Regions from separate parts of the Sus scrofa genome. Here all the other regions are linked to region 2. The links are chromatin contacts, called in public HiChIP or PLAC-seq maps. All regions are on one chromosome and are shown on one strand. The core of a region is the stretch at or near the end of the contact, and the rest is flanking DNA. Distances in the headings are between cores, read along the strand shown. Region 1 overlaps ATP1B3 (sodium/potassium-transporting ATPase subunit beta-3). Region 2 holds the start of RNF7 (ring finger protein 7). Region 3 overlaps ATP1B3 (sodium/potassium-transporting ATPase subunit beta-3). Region 4 has its middle 70 kb from the start of ATP1B3.

Region 1 (3,173 bases), core at 88-2,587, 140 kb before region 2:
GGAAAAGATTGAGAACTACTAGAAAACACCCTGTAACTAGACACCCTGCAACAGGTAAAACTTAAGAGTACTAATAAAGCAAAAACGTCTTTAAAGATTCTAAAAAGATAAAAGAGGTTCCACCTAGGACAGAGAAATATGACCGACAGATATCTCATCTGCCAAAAATAAAACAATATATTCCAAATTGAGGAAAAATGATTATAAACTAAAAGATCAACCAACCAAGAAAACAAAAGGACATCGCCAGATGTGCAGGACTTAGAATATCTACTATCCTCAATTCCACCTGTAAGAATGGTTATACACCCCCCAAAATTGACAAGCAATAACAAAAAAATTGCTAACAACCTAAGTGTCCTCAAAGGAGAAATAAAATACATGATGGAAAATTACAGTAATTACTAAATTACAATTACTAAAATTAATTGTAGTTTAAACAGGAATGAAGTAGACCTCAAAAACTCCAAGTAGAGGAGTTCCCATCGTGGTGCAGTGGAAACAAATCTGACTAGGAACTAGTTGGGTGTGATCCCCAGTGGGCTAAGGATCGGTGATGCACCTTGGATCTGGCGTTGCTGTGGTTGTGTCATAGGCCAGCAGGTCCAGCTCCAATTGGACCCCTAACCTGGGAACCTCTATATGCCACTGGTGCAACCAGCCCTTAAAAAAAAAGACCAACCAACCAACCAAAAAAAAACCTCCAAGTGGAAAAAAAGTAACCTCAGAATGATACATACCACATGCTCAAATTTAAAACACTCAAAATAATTTCAAAATTCTATAAATTACTATATATCATATTTGCTAATGGACCAGAAACTTAAAAAATCAAATTCATAAATAGTGGTTACCTCTGAATAAGGGATTGAGGGATGTGGTAAAGGAAGAAAAACTTATTTATATGTTATCTAAGTTGAAAAAAAATACAAAGCTTAGAGACTAAATTCCAGAAAAAGCTAGTAATTGTACAGTTTTCATTTTTTTTTAAGTTTTCTTTAAAAATTTAAGCCAAACTTTCTAGCTTGGGGAGGGCAGCTGAGGTGGTAGCGGCCAGGAGAAAACAAAAAATTTTTAATTAAGCGAAAGAAGGAGATCTCTTGTGCAGCAACAGGATAAGAACCTGACATTGTCACTGCAGTGGCTTGGGCCACCATTGTGGCGCAGGTTCCATCATCCCTGGCCTGAGAACTTCCACATGATGTGGTCGCAGCCAAAAAATAAAAAATAATGAAAATATGGACTTCCCGCTGTGGCGCCAACAGCCGTGTCTCTGGAGCACTGGGTCAAAGGTTCAGACCCTGGCCCAGTACAGTGGATTAAGGAACCACACGTTGCCACAGCTCTGGCATATGTTGTAACTGCGGCTAGGATGTGATCCCTGGCCTGGGAACTGCTTATGCTTCAGGGAAGCCAAAATAGAAGAAAAATCTAACCCAATGATGAAAAATATATGAAGCAATGGTGAGCAAAGAAATCAGTAAGACCCGCTGGTAACATACGAGTAAGTGCTGATTTTAATTTTTTTTCCTTATCTCAGGTCTGAGGGATAATTTACGTTAATTATTTTCATTGATTCCAAGTGCACAATCCCAATAACTAAGTTGCATAAACTGTGAAACCACCCATTACACTATGATACAGAACATTTCTATCACCTTCTGGTGGAAGGTTCCTTGTGCCCATCTGCAACTCATACATCCTTCACCAGCCAGCCAATGATTTTCTATTGCCACTACTTTAGCCTGTATTTTATACAAAGTCAAATTTTTAATTTATTTAATTTAATAACAAATTAAGGTTCCCAAAATAGCAGGGCAGGAATAATTTAACAGTAGTCCAACGAAAAACATTCTCAAAGCGGGTTTTAAAAAAAACTCACTAGATGCTATTTATAGATGAAACCTAAAATTGTAACACATAACAGCTGAAAATAAAGTAGATCTTGGCTAACAAAATGAAATGTAGATATAGCATTATTACCTAAGCAAACCAGAATTCAAGTCAAAAAGTCAAGCAAAAAGTACTGAGCAAAGATAAAGCTTAAAATACATACAGCAAAAGCAGAATTATGAAATTTATAACAATCAGAATTTGTAACAATCAGAATCAAAATTTATAACTATTCCTCATATTCCATATATATATATATACACACATACATATTTACATATAAAATGTGCTGGAAAAGGACTAGTAGTAGAACTGATAAGCAATCATTATCTGTAGGAAAGACTCCATGATTGGTGGAAGGCAGTCAACAGAAACACGAATATATTCAAATATTCTTTTTCTCCAACATTCATTTATGAATATTTATAATTACAAAAAAAAGGTTAAAAGAAATGTAAGTGAACACGCACCTATATTCTACAGTGAATAGTCTACTACATTTAGCTCCTATTCACTATTTTTTTTAATGCATTTCAAGTTGTGGATGTGGGGACACTTAACCCCTAAACACTTCAAAATGCTTATTAACTCAAACTGAGAGAAAAAAATTAGATTCAGTGAATACACAAATTGCCAATTACCATGGACTGACAAATGTATTCACCGCTAATGATTCAAACTGTTACCGAGATATAAAACATTACCATCACTATTCCATCATCCTATAAAGTTCTCTTAAGCCCCTTCCCAGTCAATCCCCATGCCCACTACCCCAGAGGCAAACACCATTCTGGGCTTTTTTCTAGCATAGTAAGTATTGCTTGTTTTAGAGGTTCACAGAAATGAAATTGTATAGTATGTTCTCCTTAGTAAAGCTTTTCTGTTCAGCCTGTGGGTTTCACCCATGTTTTGTATATCTGGAGTTCATTCCATTTTACTGCTGAGTAGTATTCCATTGCGTGGACATTGGTTTGTTTATTCATTCTGCTGCTGGACACCTGGGCTGTTTCCAGTTTGGAGCTACCATGAATATTTTTGTGGACATATGTTTTCATTTCTCTTGAATAAACAAACACCTAGAACTGCTGGGTCATGGGATGAGTTTTATAGGACACTATCAGACCTTTGTCCAAAGTGAATATACCACGTATATGTTTCAAAAACTATTACAGGTATGGAGTTCCTGCTGTGGAGCAGTGGGTTAATGATCTGGCTTGTCTTTGTGGTGGCCAGGTCCAATTCCAAGCCTGGCACAGTGGGTTAAGGACCCAGCGTTGCTG
Region 2 (3,117 bases), core at 363-2,862:
TCATGTCTGAAATAAAATTCTTTTAAAAGTAAAAAAATAAATATATGATATCTCATTGTTGTAAATCTGCTTTTAAAATGAGTCCTTATTTTATGAATAAAAAACAAGAAAACATACTACAGAGAGGGTAAATGAAGAAACCTCTTGATTCTGGCAGTTCTGAATTTTCATTCCTCAAGAAGGGAGAGTGATTTTTTTTTTTTTTTTAGATTTTATTTTTTCTTTTATAGTTGATTTGGTTCCTAGTCGGATTCATTTCTGCTGCGCCACGAAGGGAACTCCTTATAGTTGATTTGAGAGCAATTTTTGAGTTATTTTCTCCAAAACTCTGATTTTTCGGTTTAAGATGTAAAAGCTTTCAAACTATAGAAACCTCGGTTTCATTTAAGATGCTCTCACAGTGATTTTAAATGCCCTATTAAAAAAAATAAGGATGCATTTAAACAGCATCTCTTTTTCAAGGTGTTCTGAGATCTTAGAACAGAAACCATATAAAATATAACAGGATGAAGCTGTCCCGAAAGGTTTCACTTGGTCCAATATTTTTAAAAAAATTTATAGAAAGAAGTGACTTATTTGTAAAAGAAAATTCTCCACAAAGGCCTATCAGGACACTGTCTTCTCCAGGAAATGGCATCCTTTGATAGCGTAGGGCCAGGAATGAGATTAAAATTTATGTTTCTGAATAAAGGGCTTAACATTCTTCTTCAAGACAAGCTACTGCCATCTGACCAGTCTTGAATCATCCAAGTTTTAAAGCCAGCAGAACAGTAGCTAATCCCGAAAGGCAACAGCTAGGGACACTTCTTTCCTGCGCCTCTCCGGAACAAGACTAAGAGTCATTACTGTGGAAGATGACTCCAGAGCATCACTCTGGTGTGTGAAAAGAAGCATTAAAACGACCCGCTGACTCAGGGCCTTGACCGTGACCTCTACAGTTTGCTTTTAGAAAAGGGTGGCGAGGTTGGGCCCACAAACCAAAGTGGTGCCTCGCAGCTCCCATCAACTCACCTACTTTTATTGTCTTGACCACACCCATCACTACCTGAAATTACCTTTTTAACTGCCCTGCTTTCCACCTGTTTCGTTCCCCAGACTACCAGTCCCCGTCGCCGGCCGCAGCCCTCCGACTAGCAGCAGCACGGGCGTGGCCCCAGTCTTTCGCTCCCAGGCAGGGCGACCCCGCCCCTATACCTCCAGGAACAGTCTCTCCGAGGCTCGGTGTGTCCCACGGGCCGGAGCTGGGCCCGCGGAGGCCGCAGCACAGCCAGGGTCTCGAGTGCAGCGCTTACCCATCACCTGGACCCTGCAGATGGCGCACGTATCGCACTCCACGTCCCAGCTCCACATGGCCACCGCGTTCCACTTCTTCAGAGAGAACATCTTGTCGCCTCCCGACTTGGTTCCTGAGCTACCGGAGTGAGAGGACAGGGCGCAGGGCTCCTCGCCGTCTTCCACGTCTGCCATGGCGGCGGCGCGAAGCCGGCGGCGGAGACGTTAGGTTGCGGAAGGCGGGCGACTATGGCGGCTCCCTGGGGCCCCTCGCCGGGCCACAGCGCCGCCCGCAGGCTGCGGGCCACCGTGGGGCCTACGACGGAGGCCGCCCGAGACTGGCTGGCGCGTCCCAGTGACGTCACCGCCCCCGCGCCCTGGGCCCGGCCCGCTCCGACTCTTTGGCCAAGAATGGGCGCCGCGCTCAGGAGGGTTGCCGGTGCAGGAAGCAGGTGTTCTGCTTTATGCCTTCGTGACCCTTCTGGCTCTCACAAGTTGTCATATTGATGTACTCCCTTCCTAAATGAAAACGCCATCGGAGCGAGGACGTGACTTGATCACCACCTTCTCCTGGGTATGTGAAAAATGCCTGGCCTCAGGAGGGGTAGTTATTTGTTGAGTGAATGAATGACTATCTTTTAGAAATCTGGTTCAGCCGTTCTCAAACTTTTTGGTCTTGGCACCCCTTTACACTTAAGAATCACTGGAACATTAAAGAACTTTCGGTTTGTAAAATATGTGTACACACAAACACACACTTTTTTTTTAAGAAATACGAAAAAAATTTTAATGTATTCACTTAAAAAATAACCATAGGAGTTCCTGTTGTGGTTAAGCGATGAGGAACCCGACTAGTATCTAGTATACATGAGAATGCAGGTTCAATCCCTGGCCTTGCTCAGTGGATCGGTGTTGTTGTGAGCTGTGGTGTAGGCTGGTAGCTGTATCCGATTCAGCCCCTAGCCTGGGAACTTCCATATGCCACAGGTGTGCCCCCACCCCCCGCCCCCGCAAGGAAAAGCAATAAACCCATTACAAGTAATCATTAGAACAAGGATATCACATATCTTGTAGCTTTTATAAAACTCCACTGTATACTCACAGGAGAAAGTGAAGAGAAATAGCGGTGAATATTGTTATGCAAATACTTTTGACCTTGTTTCCCCTGAAAGGATCCCAGGAACCCCCGGGGACCACACTCTGAGAACCTCTATCTAGTCCAACATCCTCCTTTTATTGATAGGAATGTTGAGGTCCAGAAAAATAAGATAAAGACACACCATTATTCCCTAAAGGTAACTGTTTTGAATCCAGGGTTCTTCTGCATCTAGCCCGGGGTCATATTATTATGTTTTCCCAAGCAAAGCAGATAACATCTCTATTTAAATAAGAAAGCTGTGGTATGGAGAGCCCACGAAGATGCCTGATCACCACTACCACCTAGTGGTGGACACCTGCTGTGTCGGGTTTGGAATTCAGAGCCTCCCACCTTTTCCTACTGGGCCTCATCCCCTCCTCTCCTGATGTCTGGATGGGGGCTAGAAGCTCCAGAAATCTGGCGGAGGAGGCAAGGAAGCATATATGTGTGAAAATATAAATGTGGATACATTTGGGTCACATTTGGCTAGATGCTGATGGAAGAGGTGACGTTTGAACTGGGGGAAGATGGGAGGCATCGGAGGCCCGGAAGTGGGTGGAGAAAGCAAACCTCTGCAAGGCTGTCAGGTTGAACAGAGCAGTAGTAGTGGTGGCAGATGTAAAGTTGACCCCACTAAGTTTATGAGCCAGACAAAAATGCCTGTAAACAAACCCAGATGAACCATAAAGGACACACATTTTACTCAC
Region 3 (3,104 bases), core at 490-2,989, 170 kb before region 2:
ATTGTGCAATAATACAATGCGTATCTATCTGAACAATGATGAGATGCTTTAGGGTAAACCTACATGTCATGGTTTTCTAAGTATACGAGTGGCATCATATTGCAAGTTATGAGCAACTAAGTCCAAGAATCTATTAGCAGTAATTGTGTTCCACTGAAAACGAAATAAAGTTTTAAACTTAATGTATTCTGTTTCTTATATGTAGTCATCACTTGCACATGACTTGAATACACACCAAATGTCCCAAGGAGTGTTTATCTCTGGGTAGCATTTACCAATTTGTTCTCCTTCTGCATTTTTCTAGATTTTCGTAAGTGAACACAATTCTTTTTTTTTTTTTTTTTTTTTTTGCTTTTTAGGGCTGCACCCTTGCATGTGGAGGTTCCCAGACTAGGGGCTGAATTAGAGCTACAGGTGCCAGTCTTTGCCACAGTCACAGCAACACAGGATCCGAGCCGAGTCTGTGACTTACATCACAGCTCATGGCAACACCAAATCCTTAACCCACTGCGCAAGGCCAGGGATCAAACCCACAACCTCAAGGTTACTAGTCGGACTTGTTTCCACTAAGCCACAATGGGAACTCCAACACAATTCATTTTGATAATACAAAAAAAAAAAAAAAAAAACCCCACCTAATGACATAAAAATGAATATTACATCTTTTGCAGGAACCATCCTTTAAAATTAAAGACCGCCTCTTGGAGTTCCCATCGTGGCGCAGTAGTTAACGAATCCGACTAGGAACCATGAGGTTGCTCAGTGGGTTAAGGATCCGGCGTTGCTGTGAGTGGTGGTGTGGGTCGCAGACGTGGCTCGGATCCCGCATTGCTATGGCTCTGGTGTAGGCCAGTGGCTATAGCTCCGATTGGACCCCTAGCCTGGGAACCTCTAAATGCTGCAGGAGCGGCTCAAGAAAAGGCAAAAAGACAAAAAAAAATAAAATAAAATAAAAAATTTAAGAAATTAAAAAATAAAATTAAAGACCACCTCTAAGAGTATGTTCTGTCATCAACATTTTAGTGTTTCCAGGATTCTTAACTTGTAAAAAGCAATTAAAACTGAATTAAAGTTGGAGTTCCCACTGTGGTGCAGCAGGTTAAGGATCCAGCATTGTCACTGCAGTGGCTTTGGTTGGGGTTCAATCCTTGGTCCAGGAACTTCAACATGCCGAGGACAAACAAAAGACAAAACAAAAGACAAGTGTATTACATAAAAAGTAAGTCAACTCAAGAATTTACAGTAAGAACACCTTACATAGACAAATCTAATGGAAAACAGCAACATAAAGATAAGCAGTAAATGTTTTCATCTGTTCATAGCCACACCTTTAAAATGTATGGATTCCACCTGATTACTCCTTTGAGACTAGCCTAGAAGTAAAACGCAAAGTTTTACAAACATTTCTTCCAATTCTGTGTGTTTCTTCTAAAAACAAAAATATTCCACAACTAAATAAACAAAACAAAAACCCCATCAACTTTGATTATTTTATGTACTTTCCGCATAACTCTTCAAAGCAAAAGGGACGGCAAACTGAAATCTGAGTCATTAGACCAGAATTTTTCACTAACATTTCCCCCAACTATTCTGGAAGCAAAAGATACATAACAGATAAACAAGGAGAAAAATCCATTTATAACCCCAAGGGAAGAGTTACATGGAATTGTTTACACTGGCCAAAGGCTTACAGAAACAAAGCCTTAGGAAAGAAGTGGAAAGCTTTGGCCCTTCTGGCCTAAAAGTGTGTGTGTGTGTGCGTGTGTGTGTTTTCCTTTCTTGGTGGTGTTGGCTCCACAGACCCACCGATCTAAGTGTATCTACGTGGTCTGCTCACATGCAGAGGTGAAAGCTCCTGCACACAGTACACTGTCATAAAATCAGCACTTCCACCCGACTGAGGCCTTGCACCCAGCCTTGGAGACTCTACTGCAAAGACTTGTGAGCAAGGGGGATCACAGAGTTACACAACACATTTTCTAAATCTGTCTTGCAGCTGTAATGTTTTCTTCTATCTTAAGAGATGACAGTAGATGCTCACTAGATTTTTAGAAGGATTTGTATATCAAGAAAAACTCAAGTTTAGATGCAGCATCTGGTTTTAAGTGAAATTTTTATCTAAGTTTCCTGCTGAGCTGATTAAGGCGTAAGGAGCTAAAGTGAGTTGCCTATGGTTACACAGGCACACTTCAACCCAGATGAGAAACAACCAACTTCCTGGCTTTTTAGTCTACTCTAAAGAGTGAATAAATACTCAAAAAAAAAAAAAAAAAAAAAAAAAAAAAAAAGGATACTCTAAAGCAGAAGTTCTCAAAGTGTCACCAGGAAACTTCATAGGCAGAAGTGCAAACTTGGGGGCCTAACCCCAGACCTACTAGGTCAGAAACAGGGAACCAACAAACCCTCCAAGTGAATCTGAAGTATGATCAGATTTGAAAACCACTCCACTCCACTCTGCCCCAATAAGAAAGCCATTCATGGTTAAAAGGAATTAACAGTTTCCCTTCATCAACAACTTCAGAAGCAATTCCAATGTAACATTTCAAGTAAGATACTTCTGACATATAACTGGTGCTGGAATGCTAATATTCTATACAATGATAAAATTAAATTTAGAATTTAACAGTTTCTCCTGAGAACTCTTACCCATTATTTACTTATTTGTCTTAGTTGCTCTTTGCAGCATGGAGAGAAAACAACAGAAATCATAAAATGAAAACTGCACAACACTCTGGAAAAAAGGTAAAGATAGAACAAAATAATGCCTCTACCTTAAGGAAAAGTATCATGTTTCATTAAATCTCAGATGCCACTGACATACACCAATTTATGTAGAGGAAAATAACTCAACACACTATTAAGATACTTATCAACTATAAGTCCAATCCTAATTTCAGTGTTATTAAGCTAAAAAGTGAATCTAGAATCAACAAAATATGGTATATGTAAATATAAAGGCAGAGAACGTGAAATCAAACGCACATAGAAAACAAGTCTTTTTGAATTATCATTGGCAAACAGACAAGGGCTATACCTCCCAAGGATGGTGGAATTTTATTCTTTTAAGAACAGCACTACAACGGACTTTAAAAATGTGATGGGGG
Region 4 (3,514 bases), core at 380-2,879, 200 kb before region 2:
CAGCCGTGCCCTTCCCACAGGAACTGCCCTCAAGAGGGAGCTTCCTCACTGAGGTCACACCACATGCAAACAGGGAGATGGTAGAGAAGCCCAGCCTCTTTGCCCCAACTCAGGGTATCTGAAGGGCCTTCTCAGCTTCAGGTGCCCCATGGCATTGGATGGTTCCTCTGGCAACTGTGTCCTCACCCTGCTCTACTCATAGGTCATGTTCCACGTCTCACCTGGGATGGAAATGTGTCAGATGGTTAAAGGTTTTCTGTTAGAGACCTTTATAAGGTCACTTTACAGCAATGTAGAAATGACTGAATTGAATAGTTTTTTAGGGAAAACGTGTCTCTTCCCTTTAACCAAACCAGCATCAGAGGGAACAGCTACAATGATGAGTAGAGTGCTCCCAGGCCTCAGGAGCCCCCCACCCTCCTCTTCTGCTCAAACATCTTGGGGAGAGGAAGGGGCCCTGGTTAAGGCTGTCATAACATGTAGTCTGAGCTGGGTGCTTGGCAGGCATGTGGACAGAGGAGGGTTTGAAGCTGCTGGGGATCACAGAATGGGGCCACGTCTTAAACTCTAGGACCTGGTTAAGGAAATGATTGAATGTTGGAGTGGGGAGCCAGTGCCCAGCTCTTACCCCAAGGACTTCCTGGGGTGGTGAGCTTGAACTGCTATCATGTCTTCTCTGCTTCTTCTGTCCTACTGTAGCTACTTTTTTTTTTTTAAGGCTATACCCGTGGCATACGGACGTTCCCAGGCTAGGGGGTCTAATTGGAGCTGCAGCCGCCGGCCTACGCCAGGGCCACAGCAACACCAGATCCAAGCCGTGTCTGCAACCTACACTGCGGCTCACAGCAACGCTGGATCATTAACCCACTGAGCAAGGCCGGGGACTGAACCTGCCTCCCCACGGACACTATGTCAGGTTCTTAATCCGCAGAGTCACAATGGGAATTCGGTATTTCTTAGGGCCATTTGGCCGTGAGAAAGTGCCTTCACTCTTGTGGCCACATGAGCGTGTTGAGGACGGCTGGTGGCCATTAACATAGCTACTGGCCACACTGCTGAGCAGGGGGAAGATATCAGCAGAGCCCAAGGAGTTGTTTACTTAAACACAGCTTCATGATGAGCTGGGCTCCACTCTGGTAACAAGGCTCTTTGCCTCTTGGGAGAAGACGGCTTCGACCAGGAGAGACGTATCCAGAAGACGAAACTCAACCTGCCTTTTTCCGGTTCCTACTCCATTCTTTCTGGCGGATGCATTGCTTCTGCTGTTCCACACTTTTCCAGTTCTGTCTTGTTTATCTGAGCACAGGCTCCTCTCCCTGCTTAAGCCCAGACACCTCCAACGTTCCCCGCTTTGTTGCCTGGGAAGAGGGCTCTGTGTGTTCTTTCTGTGGACAGTTGCCATGTGCGCAGGAGCTCACTGCTCACCACCAGCCCAACTTTCTTCCTGAGAGGGCTTTCCAGCTTCTTGCTGAAACTTGTTTTCAGGAAATCTCTGTGGTTTAAAGGAAGGCTTGTGTCAGGGTGGGTGAAACCAATCCCATTGAATGCAAAGTACAATTTGTCATAACTGCTCTTTCACTTTCATGCCAGTCACTTTCTGGCATTTTTCTGCTGGGGCACAGCAACTATCACCAACCACTTCCTCCTTGCTTGCTTGTCTTCTGCCTTGCTCAAGGGCTTCAAGTACAATATCGCCCACTGTACTGAGGTCAGGAGCTTTGTTTTCATGCCCTAGCACTTGGACGTGCCCCCAGAGCCAGAATTCAATTAGAAATCCTGAGAAGAGTGTGCATTAAAGCCTGAAAATGATGGTCCTAAACAAGGGACCATCTCCACAGGATTGATTTTCAGATTCTGCTAATAAATACTTTTTTTGGGATCTCTGGTAAACAAAGGCTTGTATTGGATCTTCAACCTGAATACAATAGTGCTTTCACAGAAGGTGTTTTTAGAGCATTTAGGTGCTGCCTGCCTTGTTGATGGTCACTGGGGTGCAGACCAGGCCTTCTTGCCACTGGAGCAGCAGTGGGTACTTCTGCATGCAGAGCTGCTGCCACCCTGCCATCATCTAAAAGAACCACTGGAGTTCCCGTCATGGCGCAGCGGTTAACAAATCCGACTAGGAACCATGAGGTTGCAGGTTCGATCCCTGGCCTTGCTCAGTGGGTTAAGGATCCAGCATTGCCGTGAGCTGTGGTGTGGGTTGCAGAAGCGGCTCGGATCCTGCGTTGCTGTGGCTCTGGCATAGGTCAGCGGCTACAGCTCCGACTGGACCCCTAGCCTGGGAACCTCCATATGTTGCGGGAAGCGGCCCTAAAAAAGGCAAAAAGACAAAATAAAATAAAATAAAAAAAAAATAGGAACCATTGCCTCAAGTTTTATCAAGATTTGGTTTATCAATCACTATTAACAGTTAAAGATGGGAACAAGAATATTTCAAAAATACTTGTGGAGAGAGTTCCTGTTTTGGCTTGGCAGGTTAAGACCCTCATATAGTGTCTGCGAGGATGTGGGTTTGATCCCTGGCTTCAGTGGGTTAAGGATCCAGTGTTGCCACTAGCTGTGTAGGTCACAGATGTGGCTCAGATCTATGCCATGGCTGTGGTGTAGACTGAAGCTGCAGCTCCAATGGGACCCCTAGCCTGGGAACTTCCACATGCTGTAGGTGTGGTTATAAAAAAATTAAAAAACAAAACTGGTGGAGGAGTTCCCTTGCGGTGCAGCAGATTAAGGATCTGGCCTTCTCACTGCAGGGACTCAGGTCACTGCTGTGCCTTGGGTTTGATCCCTGGCCCAGTAACTTCTACATGTCATGGGCACAGCCCCAAAAAAACACTTGTGGAAATTATTTTTAAGAACCAAAACCAAGGATCTGGCATTGCCGTAAGCTGTGGTGTAGGTTGCAGACGCGGCTCAGATCCTGTGTTGCTGTGGCTGCAGTGTAAGCCGGTGGCTACAGCTCCAATTAGACCTGTAGCCTGGGAACCTCCATATGCCAAGGAAGCAGCCCTAGGAAAGGCAAAAAGACACACACACACACACACACACACCCCCACACCCACACACACATACACACACAAACGAAAACCAAAACTTGAGCCCAGTGGCTACCCTTGAAAGTTGGATTAAAGGCATGTAAGGAGGAGTTCCCATCGTGGCTTAGTGGTTAATGAATCCGACTGGGAACCATGAGGTTTCGGGCCTTGCCTAGTGGGTTAAGGATCCTGCGTTGCCGTGGCTGTGGTGTAGGCCGTTGGCTGCGGCTCTGATCGGACCCCTAGGCAGGGAACCTCCATGTGCTGCGAGAGTGGCCCTAGAAAAGGCAAAAAAAAAAAAAAAAAAAAAAAAAAAAAAGGCATGGAATAAGATGCAGCCCATCAAACTGCAGTTTCTACGAGGAATATTAGCGTCCCTTCACCCTCCCACCCCCTCAGGCAGGCAAGGAAGGGCAGGGCGTGGGGCTGTGGGGCTGCCTGCTACTTTCACCACAGTTGTTGACTCAGACCCTTGCAGC

Evidence for each region. HiChIP or PLAC-seq counts read pairs in DNA pulled down with a chosen protein or histone mark.
Region 1: an H3K27ac HiChIP or PLAC-seq map of alveolar macrophages shows a contact between it and region 2. The contact joins the enhancer-like site here to the promoter of RNF7 in region 2. A contact is called at or near these places in 9 of 47 Hi-C or Micro-C datasets (brain, embryonic fibroblasts, fetal heart ventricle and 4 more) and 2 of 2 datasets of contacts at active chromatin or transcription factors (alveolar macrophages and skeletal muscle).
Region 3: a contact with region 2 is called in an H3K27ac HiChIP or PLAC-seq map of alveolar macrophages, with 6 times the contacts expected there. The contact joins the enhancer-like site here to the promoter of RNF7 in region 2. A contact is called at or near these places in 2 of 5 promoter capture datasets (fetal liver and liver), 17 of 47 Hi-C or Micro-C datasets (alveolar macrophages, brain, embryonic fibroblasts and 9 more) and 2 of 2 datasets of contacts at active chromatin or transcription factors (alveolar macrophages and skeletal muscle).
Region 4: an H3K27ac HiChIP or PLAC-seq map of alveolar macrophages shows a contact between it and region 2. The contact joins the enhancer-like site here to the promoter of RNF7 in region 2. A contact is called at or near these places in 1 of 5 promoter capture datasets (liver), 8 of 47 Hi-C or Micro-C datasets (alveolar macrophages, embryonic fibroblasts, epiblast stem cells and 4 more) and 2 of 2 datasets of contacts at active chromatin or transcription factors (alveolar macrophages and skeletal muscle).

The regions. Positions count from the first base shown.
Region 1 is chr13:82,689,360-82,692,532 of Sscrofa11.1, reverse strand. All of the region lies in intron 1 of ATP1B3 (sodium/potassium-transporting ATPase subunit beta-3), which reads right to left. Among named protein-coding and RNA genes, the nearest start is that of ATP1B3, 11 kb to the right of the region's middle. Within about 2 kb of position 1,337, at least 1 of the 83 cell types and tissues checked has an H3K27ac peak or open chromatin away from gene starts, as enhancers often do. A contact at or near this core is called in alveolar macrophages, where this site is marked.
Region 2 is chr13:82,546,970-82,550,086 of Sscrofa11.1, reverse strand. It overlaps RNF7 (ring finger protein 7), which reads right to left and starts at 1,612. Exons shown (of 3, transcript NM_001245011.1): 1 at 1,293-1,612. The coding sequence starts at 1,467. LOC102160777 (a long non-coding RNA gene) reads left to right here and starts at 1,647. Exons shown (of 3, transcript XR_001300354.2): 1 at 1,647-1,846.
Region 3 is chr13:82,716,541-82,719,644 of Sscrofa11.1, reverse strand. The region is part of intron 5 of ATP1B3 (sodium/potassium-transporting ATPase subunit beta-3); the gene reads right to left. Among named protein-coding and RNA genes, the nearest start is that of ATP1B3, 38 kb to the right of the region's middle. Within about 2 kb of position 1,739, at least 5 of the 83 cell types and tissues checked have an H3K27ac peak or open chromatin away from gene starts, as enhancers often do. A contact at or near this core is called in alveolar macrophages, retroperitoneal adipose tissue and subcutaneous adipose tissue, where this site is marked.
Region 4 is chr13:82,748,861-82,752,374 of Sscrofa11.1, reverse strand. No RefSeq gene overlaps it. Among named protein-coding and RNA genes, the nearest start is that of ATP1B3, 70 kb to the right of the region's middle. Within about 2 kb of position 1,629, at least 7 of the 83 cell types and tissues checked have an H3K27ac peak or open chromatin away from gene starts, as enhancers often do. A contact at or near this core is called in alveolar macrophages and retroperitoneal adipose tissue, where this site is marked.